Linked DNA regions of Arachis hypogaea: all the other regions are linked to region 1. A link is a contact called in public Hi-C data. All regions are on one chromosome and are shown on one strand. Each heading gives the region's core, a stretch centred on a gene start, on an enhancer-like site or on the middle of the called end of the contact. The rest is flanking DNA. Distances are from core to core; before and after follow the strand shown. Region 1 holds the start of LOC112790696 (protein NDL1). Region 2 holds the start of LOC140183510. Region 3 holds the start of LOC112790694 (inactive protein kinase SELMODRAFT_444075).

Evidence for each region. A called contact is a pair of places that touch in the nucleus more often than the background predicts.
Region 2: a contact with region 1 is called in a Hi-C map of an unstated tissue, with 10 times the contacts expected there. The contact joins the promoter of LOC140183510 here to the promoter of LOC112790696 in region 1. A contact is called at or near these places in 2 of 8 Hi-C or Micro-C datasets (leaf and an unstated tissue).
Region 3: a Hi-C map of leaf shows a contact between it and region 1, with 3 times the contacts expected there. The contact joins the promoter of LOC112790694 here to the promoter of LOC112790696 in region 1. A contact is called at or near these places in 2 of 8 Hi-C or Micro-C datasets (both in leaf).

Annotation. Positions count from the first base shown.
Region 1 is chr3:78,255,404-78,259,134 of arahy.Tifrunner.gnm2.J5K5, forward strand. LOC112790696 (protein NDL1) reads right to left here and starts at 1,732. Exons shown (of 10, transcript XM_025833223.3): 1 at 1,135-1,732; 2 at 14-113. The coding sequence starts at 1,194.
Region 2 is chr3:78,508,667-78,512,397 of arahy.Tifrunner.gnm2.J5K5, forward strand. LOC140183510 reads right to left here and starts at 1,562. Exons shown (of 1, transcript XM_072231959.1): 1 at 876-1,562. The coding sequence starts at 1,562. The coding sequence ends at 876.
Region 3 is chr3:78,385,450-78,389,180 of arahy.Tifrunner.gnm2.J5K5, forward strand. LOC112790694 (inactive protein kinase SELMODRAFT_444075) reads left to right here and starts at 1,742. Exons shown (of 9, transcript XM_025833221.3): 1 at 1,742-2,583; 2 at 2,663-2,817; 3 at 2,895-2,989; 4 at 3,062-3,731. The coding sequence starts at 2,388.

The DNA of each region.
Region 1 (3,731 bases), core at 482-2,981:
CATATGCACTCACAATTTAGTGCTAGGTCTGGATAAGTGATCAGAGCTGGTTTCTCAGGATCCCCATAGACTATAACAGACACAGAACCACAACCAGTTCGAATGTGATGCTCCTGAAATGATAAACCAATATGATTTGTAACCAAAATACAGGCAAAAAGAAGAAAGAGGCAACAGAACCAAAGTTAGAAAACTGAGGAATGAACAAAAGAAACCACCTCCTAAGCAAAGGATATCCCTTATTTTGAGTTATGCAAAGATTCTAAATCAACGTTTTTTCCAAACTGTTTGTTCCCTAACATTGCCCCTTAATAGGACAACCAAACTAACAAGCAACAATACCACATTAGTATCACTGACCAATATGATGAATTAAATAAATAAGCCATTCCATATTCCAGCCATTGAGTGCTTCAGAAAGACAACAAAGTCAAGGTAATTAAAAACAGGATACTGTCTTAGGCTGTTTAAAAGGATAAGGATGACTATAAAGTAAAAACTCATCCAATAACTCAAATAATAAGGAAAAGGAAAACAAGAAAGCGTAAAATTTCCCAATGGAAAAGAAAAGCAATAGCGTTGCAACTTAAACTTAGGATGGAGGTACAAAAGAATATGTGAGAAATAAGGAATGAGCAGATCCGCTAGTTGTTATGTTCAAAATTTCCAATTGACTCAGCGAAACAAATACGTTCCAAGAAAGACCGTGTAGAAAGAAATCAAGAACGATAAACAAAAAGGAAAAAGAAAATAAGCCAATCCCATAAAATTTTCCAAGTAAAAACAAACAAGTCAAGAAACTTTCTTGCGCAACTAAAATATTCCGCAATGCAAAATAAGAACCTACGGCTAAAACAATAAAGAAAGGAGAATCCCATTGACTGAAACTTTCCTTCGACTTCTAAACATATTCCCTTTACGTTCAGCAATGGCGCAAACCAAACACAAAACAAATAAAATTGGAACCCATTAATTAATCACCCAATTGACAAGTACTTGAAATTGATCAACTTGTATCTCCCCCCTCCCCTCCTCCCCACCCCACCCCCCCCCCCCAAAAAAAAAACTTCAACCTTTAAACCCCAACAAAGAAAATCAAGAAAATAGGAAAAATGGTAAAGCATTGAATGGAACCTTTCCACCGAGGTAGATCTTCTCCATGTCGAGTGAAACGGAATCACTGGATTCTGCCATGGCCGTAGCTCTGGTCTGCTGATTCTACCGTTGTTGTTCTTGTTCTTGCTGTATATGGAAGCCCCCTGAACTCCAAAGAAGCCTCCACCAACCACCGAAGTTTGAGAAAATTATAGACCTCTCTCTGTCTCTCTTCTTCTCTCTAATATGTATCTTTATTTGTTTATGCCTTCAATGGCTTATATACCAAGCCAATTCTATTCCAATTTCTCCCACACTCTCTTATTTTCGTGTTTGTGAAATCCACAAACATAAACTAAACAAAACAAAACATAACGTTTATGTTTTTCGTTTGTTTATTATATTTACGATTTTACCCACCCTACCGGCACCGACGCTTAAAACCCAACAGAATTTTAACCGCGCCTAGAAACGACGCCGTTTTTTGGGTCTTGAAAACGATTTCACTAAAATTAGAATAACCAAGATCTATGGGGCTCGTAATTCACGGGTTCCTTTTTACTCTTTTTTCGTCTCTGACCAGAAAAAAGGGCGAAGTTTTTATGACTTGACACTGCCTATTGTTTCCGTTGGCCCCAAAATTTTCTCCCTTTGACTCTCTTTCTATACATGGCGTTCTCCCATTGGCCCACTTTTCTTTTCTCCCTCTAAAAAATTAATTAATAATTAATTAATTTAACATTTGTTTTGTAGTTTATGTAATTTAGCCACATTTTAGACGTGGACACATTTGTAGGAGGGGGACCTTAGAAGTTAAAAAATGGTGGGTTGCTTGCCTTTCATTTGACTCCAATCATTAATCATTAATCATTAATCATCTTCCGCCACATTTCTTTTGCCCTTTTCCTATTTATTAATTCCTTCTTATATATTTAATATATATTCTTTTGTTCACGTCTTTATTCTTTACCAAACCGATGGTAATAAATAAATTGAAAGAAGTCATCACTAAATATTTGCATTGGCGTTTAACAAAATGTACTAATGTAACAAGTGTTGATTCCATGTTTAAATACATTTCCATGTATATATTCTGAAAACTACGTTCACTACTTTATCCTATATATAATAATGAAGACAAATATATGAATCAATTAACAAGAATTTTTTGCTCTTATTATAACGTACTAGTGGTTGTACCTTTTTTACTGTCTTTCTATATTTTTTAAAGTTTAATTATTATATATTAATAATTAAAAATTAGATTATTTAATAAGATGTATATATTTAATTTGTTAAATTTTCAAAATATTTGATAATATAAGTGAATGATGATTAGAATTAGATATAGAAATAGAATAAATTAATATGAAACTCTTTCAAAGAATATATGTATTTGAAAAAAAAAAAAGAAAAGGTGTCCTAATATAAAGAAAAGTTGATTGAAGTATTTTTACCATATTAACTATGACTAATAACAAAGTCTTAAATTTTATATCTCAATTAAAAAGAGAACTTATTGGAAATAAAGTTTAAATACACCAAAATTTTGAGATAGTTATAAAAATGTATTTGTATTATAATATGTATAAATAAACAGGGAGTCAAAATAATAAAAAAATACATAATTATTGAATAAATAATTAAATTAGTTCTTGAAAGATTATTTGTTCTCTAAATTAGTCTTTAAATTTTTTTTTATCAAATTTGTCTTTTAAATATTTTACATTAGTCATGTTAGTAGTCTCTTTAATTTGTCATTTCCGTTGTTAATGGCATAAGAGTTTGTTGATGTGACACGTTATGTGACACTACAACACATATTTAATAGTGTTAATTAGGAGCTAATATAATAAATTTATGAAATTAGATCAAATCAATGCCAAATTGAGGAATTCTAATGCCTCAATGTCTTCCTTAATTAGGTTTTGATTTGATCTAATTTCATAAATTTATTATGTTAGCAGTCAATTAAAATTTTTAAGTGTGTGTTGTAGTATCATTTAACGTGTAATATTAATAAATTTTGGCGCCGTCAACAAATAAAGTGACCGAATGACCAATGTGATTAACTTAAAATCTTTGAAGGACAAATTAAATTTGAGTAAAAAATTTTTTGATGACCATTTTAAAAAGGGGCTTGCTACACATTCATGTAACCATGTAACCAAGTTGGCCCAAACCAAAAACAAATAACGTGCTTCCAAAACCCAGATACAACAACGAGTTAGCAATTGAAAGGGCGAGATCGCTAAAAGTAGAAGAAGATGAAGACAAATGGGAACAGCAGCTCAAGGAACAAGAGGAGGCGCGTGAACACCACACGAGAGATAAGGAAGGTGGAGATAGTCAAAGCTCAGAAGACGAACCTAAGGACCAGCAGATATTAGACATCCCAGATATAGAGGTCTCATCGGGAAAAGAAAGATTACGAGAAGGGGAGAAGATTGGCAGCGAAAAGATGGAAGAAGACAAGGAAGTAAGCCCACTGGTACAAGGAAGTGGCTTAGAACTTAGAGAAATGTGCCTTCTCAACGTTCTCTGACGAACTCTGCAAAACCTAAAAGAGGCAAAAGGAAAGAATGCAGAAAGGACAAAAGAAGTCACACAAAAGGAGAAAATGGGTGGTGCTGAGG
Region 2 (3,731 bases), core at 312-2,811, 250 kb after region 1:
TCCTTTTGTTCCTGCTCTTCCATATTCTCCTCTGCATCTTCATCACTAGCCAGCTCTACAAAATATTGTTCTCCTTCCACCGATTTCAGGACATGTGTATTCTTCTCCTTTTTTGCCTTCTCCTCTTGCCTACTATATGTATTGGTCCCCCACTGCTCTGTATACGGAGTATCTTTCTCCTTAGCAGGCTTCCCCTGTTCCCTTGATGTATCTTCATTCATAGCTATAATAATATCCGTGTGTTTTTTTAAGGCCGCCCCTAAAGTGACATTTAAAACTGGATGATCTGTTTCCTTTTCTTCTATTCTCCCAGCCTTATTGTTTTCAAAACGTATTGGACCCATTAATATATTTTGCTGGTAAAGCCCATTGCTATTCTGATTGGTGGCATCTCCTATAGACACCTCATTTGGGTTTTCACATTGGGCTTTTTTATAACCCCATACCTCCCTCTTTGATCCACTAGGCTCCTCCTTTTTGTTTTCTTCTCTTATCCCTAAACCATTTAAAATATAATTCTGTGTTTCTGCAGCTGTCCCATCTCTATCTGCCCCGAAATCCTTCCATTTCTGATTTTCAGGGATTCTGTTACACCATTCTTTCTCTACAACAGCCTCATTCTCACCTAATACTCCTGCCTCCTGCATCCCCTTACTAACACCTCCACTCCCCATACCCTCCGTACTACCAACCCCATTTCTTTCTGATTCTGGTTTTTCCATACCCCCTCTCCCCCTTACGCTCTTGCCACGCGTCTCCTCATCTTCCTCGTGCCCCTCTTTCCAACCATCCCTGAACCTTCTTCTTTCTTGATTTTTCAAAGCTTTAGCTTGAGGCACCCCCAATCCTTTGGTGAACCTTGGTTTACTTGAATCCTAGCTTGCCATAACTTTTTGATTCTTGCCTTCCATCGCTCTATGCCCCAATCTTCCACAGTTGAGACAGTAATGGTCTTGTATCCTTTCATATTTAAAGTGGATCCAAGCATTCGGCAGATCGTCTCTTTCAAGATAAAACCCTGTGGGGAGGGGTTCAGTAACATCCAGAGCTACCTTAACTCTTAAGAAGGTTCTCATCAGTTTAGTATCTCTCCATGGATCCTCCACCTCTGAAACTAACCCCATCATGTCTCCTATGACTTTTGTTGTATCCCTTTCCAGTAACTCTAAAGGCACCACATGAATCTGTACCCAAAAATCCATAAAATCGTTCTTGACTTCAAATACTGACTGGCCCTTCATCCATTCTTGTAGGTTCAGCAAATACCCTTTAATACTCCACGACCCACCGTTAAGCGCCTGCTTGCCTTTTTTCTTGTCTTTGAAACTGAACAGGAGCATATTTCTTCCAATTTCTGAGATAACTAGTCCCACAGGATTGCCCCATATCCCCAAAATAGCATTCCTGCAAGCTTTCAAATTCATCTCTTTCTCAGTTATGAATTTTCCAATGAAATTCAGACAATCTTCCTTGAAGCTATGTTGTACATGCTTTTCTATTCTGATTGTTTTGCTTTCTATACTCTCCGTAGCTTCAACTTCTCTGACTTCCATATATGACATTGTTTTTACTCTGTGCAGACTAACAATACAACTAAAGTGTGTTATTCATCGTTGGTGAGTGTTGATGAAGCTCCCTAAAGGAGAAACTCCTCTTAAAGGACTAGAACCAGACGTTTCTACAGTTGACTCTCCTAATACGAGAGAGATGTCTCTCCAGATGAGAGAAAAATTCGGTTATGTGTAATTCACTTTAATAAGACAAACCCAAAGTTTGATTCTATGAGATTTTCTTTATGCATAGCCCGAAAAGAAAAAGCAATTTTGGTTTCGTACATTTTTTAAAAAAAATTAATTAATAAAATAAAAAAAATCAGTTTCTTTAGGAAGCTTAGATCATCATTTCGTCCAATCCTACAAGCCCATATCCAGTCCGCTTCCTTTATCTCTATCGGGTCTTTGAAGCCCATATCCAGTTCTTTCAACTCATCAAACCCATATCCAGTTGGTTTTATTTATTTTCTGTCATGTCATAAATGCCCATATCCAGTTCTCTCGACCCATTCTTTTTCAATTGATCAAGGCCATATCCAGCTAGTTAAGGTCCGTCTCTTGTCATCAAGCCCATATCCAGTCGGCTAAATTCATTTTGTATTTGGTTATTAAAGGTCATATCCAGTTAGCTCAGACCCATTTCTTTCAAGTCATCAAATCCATATCCAGTTGGTTTCATTTATTTTCTTTCAGGTCACAGATGCCCATATCAAGTTGGCTCAGACCCATTGTTTTTCAATTCGTCAAGCCCATATCTAGTTTGTTTCAATTATTTTCTGTCGAGTCGATGATGTCCATGTCCATTTTAGTACTTACCCATTTCTTTCAAATCAAGCAGTTTATATCAAGTTAGGTTTCGGCCATTTCTTTTAAATAATTGTCTTGCAAGTTATCAAGTACATGTTTCAATTACCTTTGTTTTATTTGTTTGAATCTTTAAAAAATGAAAAGTATGCATTTGCTTCATTTCATTTGGCTCTTACCAGTTTATCTCCATATATCATCATTTGCATAATTACATTCCATTTCTATCTTTCATCTTTTCGATCAAACAAAATAATATTCATTTTTCTTTACTCATTTCTTAATTTGAAAAGATATAAATAATTGTTTATTCTTTTTATCAAATAAGTAATGAATAAAGAGGGATAGCTGTGAATACCGTATTTTGTCCGACACAATAATATCTTCAAAAACAAATCTTGTACCAATAAATAATCAAGTTGGTGTTTATTATGCTCGATAAAAAGAATGACAATAAAGGTTCATAAAAATTTTATTTCATTAATAATGTACATATTTATTTTCCAATAGGGTTTCTACTATACCCCATGATACATAATAAATATGGACAAGAATTATATATAACAAAATTGCTAAGTACAATAGGTCACGTTTTTGCTTGTTATTATACTCGTCGGTCCTTGGAAAATTATTTCTTAGTGGTTGTAATCTATTATTCACCGGAATAATATTTTCCAATGGTGTATGATTTGTAAGCATTTATGTACGTTTGGAAAGTAAACTAGATGATGAAAGGTGGGGTATCACAAATATTTAGCATCATGTTTTTTAAGCTTTCAGCTCCTATAAAAGGAGACATTCAGCATGAAAAGGGTACACACACATTATAACAAAAAATTATCAAGTTTTTTGTGCCGTTGTCAGGAATTAATTGAGATTGACAACATGCGTCCAATTAAATTCTAATTTAGATTTTATTCATTTTAATTTCTTTTATTTCAAGTTTATTTTCTTTTTATTTCTTTTATTTTATTTTTTTATCTTGTTTAAATTCTTCTCTTCTTTCTTTACTATTTCTTTTATTCCGCAAAATATATTTGATCTTTTCTTTGTTTGTGTATCTAAGAAAATGATGGAGTTGAATGCTATGGAAAAAATCTTATCAAACAATAAACTTATGATTCAACAACATTTTGTACTGACAAAATAAGTGAAATAAACGCAATGTAAGCTACTAGGATATTCCTCAAACCAAAAATTACTCATCTTTTCCTGAATATAGGAATTACCTAAATTCTGATTGGGGGAGTTACAGACAAAGATATTTCAACATTCCATACCAACAGCAAATAAATTTCAATGTTGAATATTTGATTCCTTCAAGAAACATTACTTCTTGAACTCACCATGAAAATATTATCTCAATTCACTGCC
Region 3 (3,731 bases), core at 492-2,991, 130 kb after region 1:
CATAAAAGAGAAGAAGAAGAAAGAAAAACTGACCTTTACTTTCGAAGGGTCGAAGGTGCTGCAGCAGTTGATCGAAGAAAAAGGAAGCTTTCTTTTCGGAACAGAGTGTGTAAGTGAGAAAGTTTTCAGAAACGAAACAAGGAAAGAGAGGAAAAAGTATTTATAAGCACGTTAGGGGCATAAAGGTAAAACGACGCAACCATTTAAGAAGTTGCATCGTTACCAAGGTAACCGCCCCCGCGTATGAATACTCAAACCTCTAAGAGACGCGACGTTTGATTAGACGCGACTGTTGAAAGCTTTCAAAAACACGTCGGTTCTGAAAAATCACGTCGGTTCCCCATCAAGTCAGCTACGGTCCCGAGTTATAATACTCGACCCCAACTCTTAAGAGAAATTGGGCTCGAGTAGGAGCACTGTTCATACCCTGGCCCAACGCTAAGGCACAGGTCCAAATGACAAGCCCAACCCACAAGGTTGAGCCTCACAGTATACCGACCTTCCTCTAAGAAGTCGGTGCTCCCCACGACTTGCTCCAACAAAGTCGGAAGCAGAGATTAGCTGGCAGATAATAACTGTCTCTAAAATCTCTCAATCCACTTCCAAGAGCTATATTGTAACCTCCCTAAGATAAAGGGACGGTTATCCACCCTAAAAGGTGGAACTATTCCAACGGTGGTTATTGGTTCACCACTATAAATACACTGACACCCCTCACGTATCTCTAAGTCTCAATACTCTCTAGACCTGCTCACACCCTTGCTGACTTAGGCATCGGAGTGTCTTTGCAGGTACCACTCCCCATTCTCTCACACTCGCGAGTCGGACGGAGGCCACAAAGGTGCGAACTCGTTCGAAGGCTTCCTTTCTCAGACGATTGGGCCAACTTACCGAGTCCAGCCCATTAATTTCCGATTACCCAACGTAACAATCAGCATGTCACACCCTTCGAGACGTAAGTGAGTGAATGATTTCTAGGTTAAACCTATGCGTAAGCTCTTGATGATATTACTGATAAAGTGATAACTAATTATTATGGCTAACATAATTACACGAGACACGAGATTCTTATAATAATGTCACTGATTTCTATATAACACTAATATTTACAAATCTAGCTTTTATATAAAAATAAAAAATCAAAATTGTTTCTCTTTTGTGTTACAAGTTCTGCGACTTTCAATATCCATTCCCCTCGGTTCAAGCGACATATAGTTCACACAGCTCATCACCTTTTTATTCTCAAATTAATATCAACTTTTTATACTGATAAGGAGATAAGTTTTTTGTTAATAAAACTTCCTTTTAATTTGTTCAAAGTTTTTTATTTTTTACAAGCAACAGAGCGTAATCGTCCATCAACAGTGTTCAAAGTTATTGCCAGTAAATCTTTTTTGGCTAAAATTACATTATGAGTATATTAAAAAATTTTAATTATTTATTTTTTATAAAATTTTTCTCTATGAAAATGTATTTTAACTATCCTAATGATAATGATAAAGTAACTACTATACTCCGTAATCTTTTGAAGTTAGAGAATAATTTTTTTTCGTATATTATTACATAATAGGTATATTCTATATATTTTTGGCACATGAAATAATCATATATTTAACAATTTAACACATAGGTAAATGTTGTATAAAAATAATATTTTGGAATACTTATTAAATATAATATTTTTATATTCAAATAAAATAAAAAAAATTTCAATATATACAACTAAATTTATTTTGCAGTAATAATTGTAATGCATGTGGGATCCTAAGGAAGGCACTGAAATCAGCGGTTAATCTGACTCAATTGAGTTTTGGGATCAGTCGAAGAGGCACAGGATTTAGTTATAGTGTCTCACATACAATTGTCCCTTTCTTCGTGTCATCATTTGCTTGAGATTATCCTTCATTTCTACATTTTTTTTATTGTTATTGTTATTGTTATTTTTGTCTTAACCGCTTTCTCCTCTTTCTTCTGAGTCACAAACATTGTTCAGAAAACTGTTACAGGAAAATGCCAAGAAGAAGAAGATGATGGGGTTCCCCGGCTTCAAGCTTGCCTCACCTGAACCCATTTTCTCTTTCAACTCTCAAATTGCATACCCTCCTCATCAAGGATTCAAGATTCAAGAAATTACTTCTCTTCTTGTGCATGTGCTTTGTGCTGAACCCAACCTGGCTTTTCACGTGCTCATGCTTTAACTGAAGTCTCCTTGAAGTTTGTGTCAGTAACTGAGTATTTAGTATTTCTTGTGGTTCCGAGGATGTTGTCACCCTTATGCAAAGTCGTGATCTTGAACCCGAATTCAGTTTTCTAGTGTTTGTGATGGGAACATTGAGATTGGGGGGCTTTTGGTAACTTCAATTTTTGGCAGAGTTTGGAACTTTGAGATGAGCAGCAAAAAGGAAAGTTATGAAGAAGTAGAAGAAGAAGAAGAAGAAGAGATGGTGAGTGGGAAAGTGGTAGTTGTTGCAGTTAAAGCTTCAAGAGAAATTTCAAGAACTGCTTTGGTTTGGGCATTGACTCATGTTGTTCAACCAGGGGATTCCATTAAGCTGTTAGTTGTCATTCCTTTTCTCTCCTCAGGTGTTCATTCCACTCTCAATCTTGCTTTTACTCATTTTGATTTAATAAGAATCATGATTTGTGATCTTTACATTTTCAGGCAAGAGGAATTGGGGATTCTCAAGATTTACCAGTGATTGTACCACTAGTAACTGGAGATCCCACTTAGGAAGCGCTTCAGATCAGAAAGAAATTATTACGAGTTCCTGTTCCCAATTGGTGCTTCAACTACATGAGTTATATGATCCAGACAAGGTTGGTACATAACACTGTGTTTGTCTTTCTAATGCTTAGTATTCAGGTTTTCAAATCTGCCAAAAATGTTTATACAGATAAAGATCAGCGTCAAGATTCTTTCGAGTTCTTTATGTGGAGCAGTTGCCATTGAAGCCAAGAGAGTCCACTCAAGCTGGGTTATATTGGACAAGTAATATATATTTCACATTATGTTTTTGTTTTGTGTGTTTCATGTTGTCTATTGATTAATCCGTGATTGCAGAAAATTGAAACAAGAAAAGAAGTGCTGCATGGAGCAGCTGCATTGCAATATTGTAAGTATGAAGCGATCAAGGGCAAAGATTCTGCGCTTGAATTTGAACAGTTCACCGAAGATGGAACTTAATGATGGGGGGTGTTCATTGTCATTGGAGCTGAGTGCATATGCAAAACAAAATCCAGACACAATTAGAGGTCCTGCTGTTACTCCAGCTAGTAGTCCTGAGCAAGGATCGCCGCTATTGACTGCAACTGATATTGGTACCTCATCACTATCGAGCTCAGATCCTAGCACTTCACCATTTTTCCAGAGTGATATTTATGAAAGGCGAAGGCACGAGGGACTGAAAAATCTGGAGTATATTGAATCTGACTCGGAGAGTGAAAAGCTAAGTTTATCTTCAAAAAGTTCATATATTCAGCCCTGGATTGCCAATGTGATTTGTCTTGATGGTGAGGACAGTATGCAAAGGTTGGGCGATCAAGACCCTGTCTTAGGAGTGCTTAATTGTAAGATTGATGTCAACCTAAGCAAAAGTGTTAGAGATGCAATTTCACTTGCAAGAAATGCACCTCCTGGTCCTCCTCCATTGTGCTCTATTTGTCAGCACAAGGCACCTGCATTTGGAAACCCTCCAAGGTGGTTTACATTTGCCGAATTGCAACTCGCCACG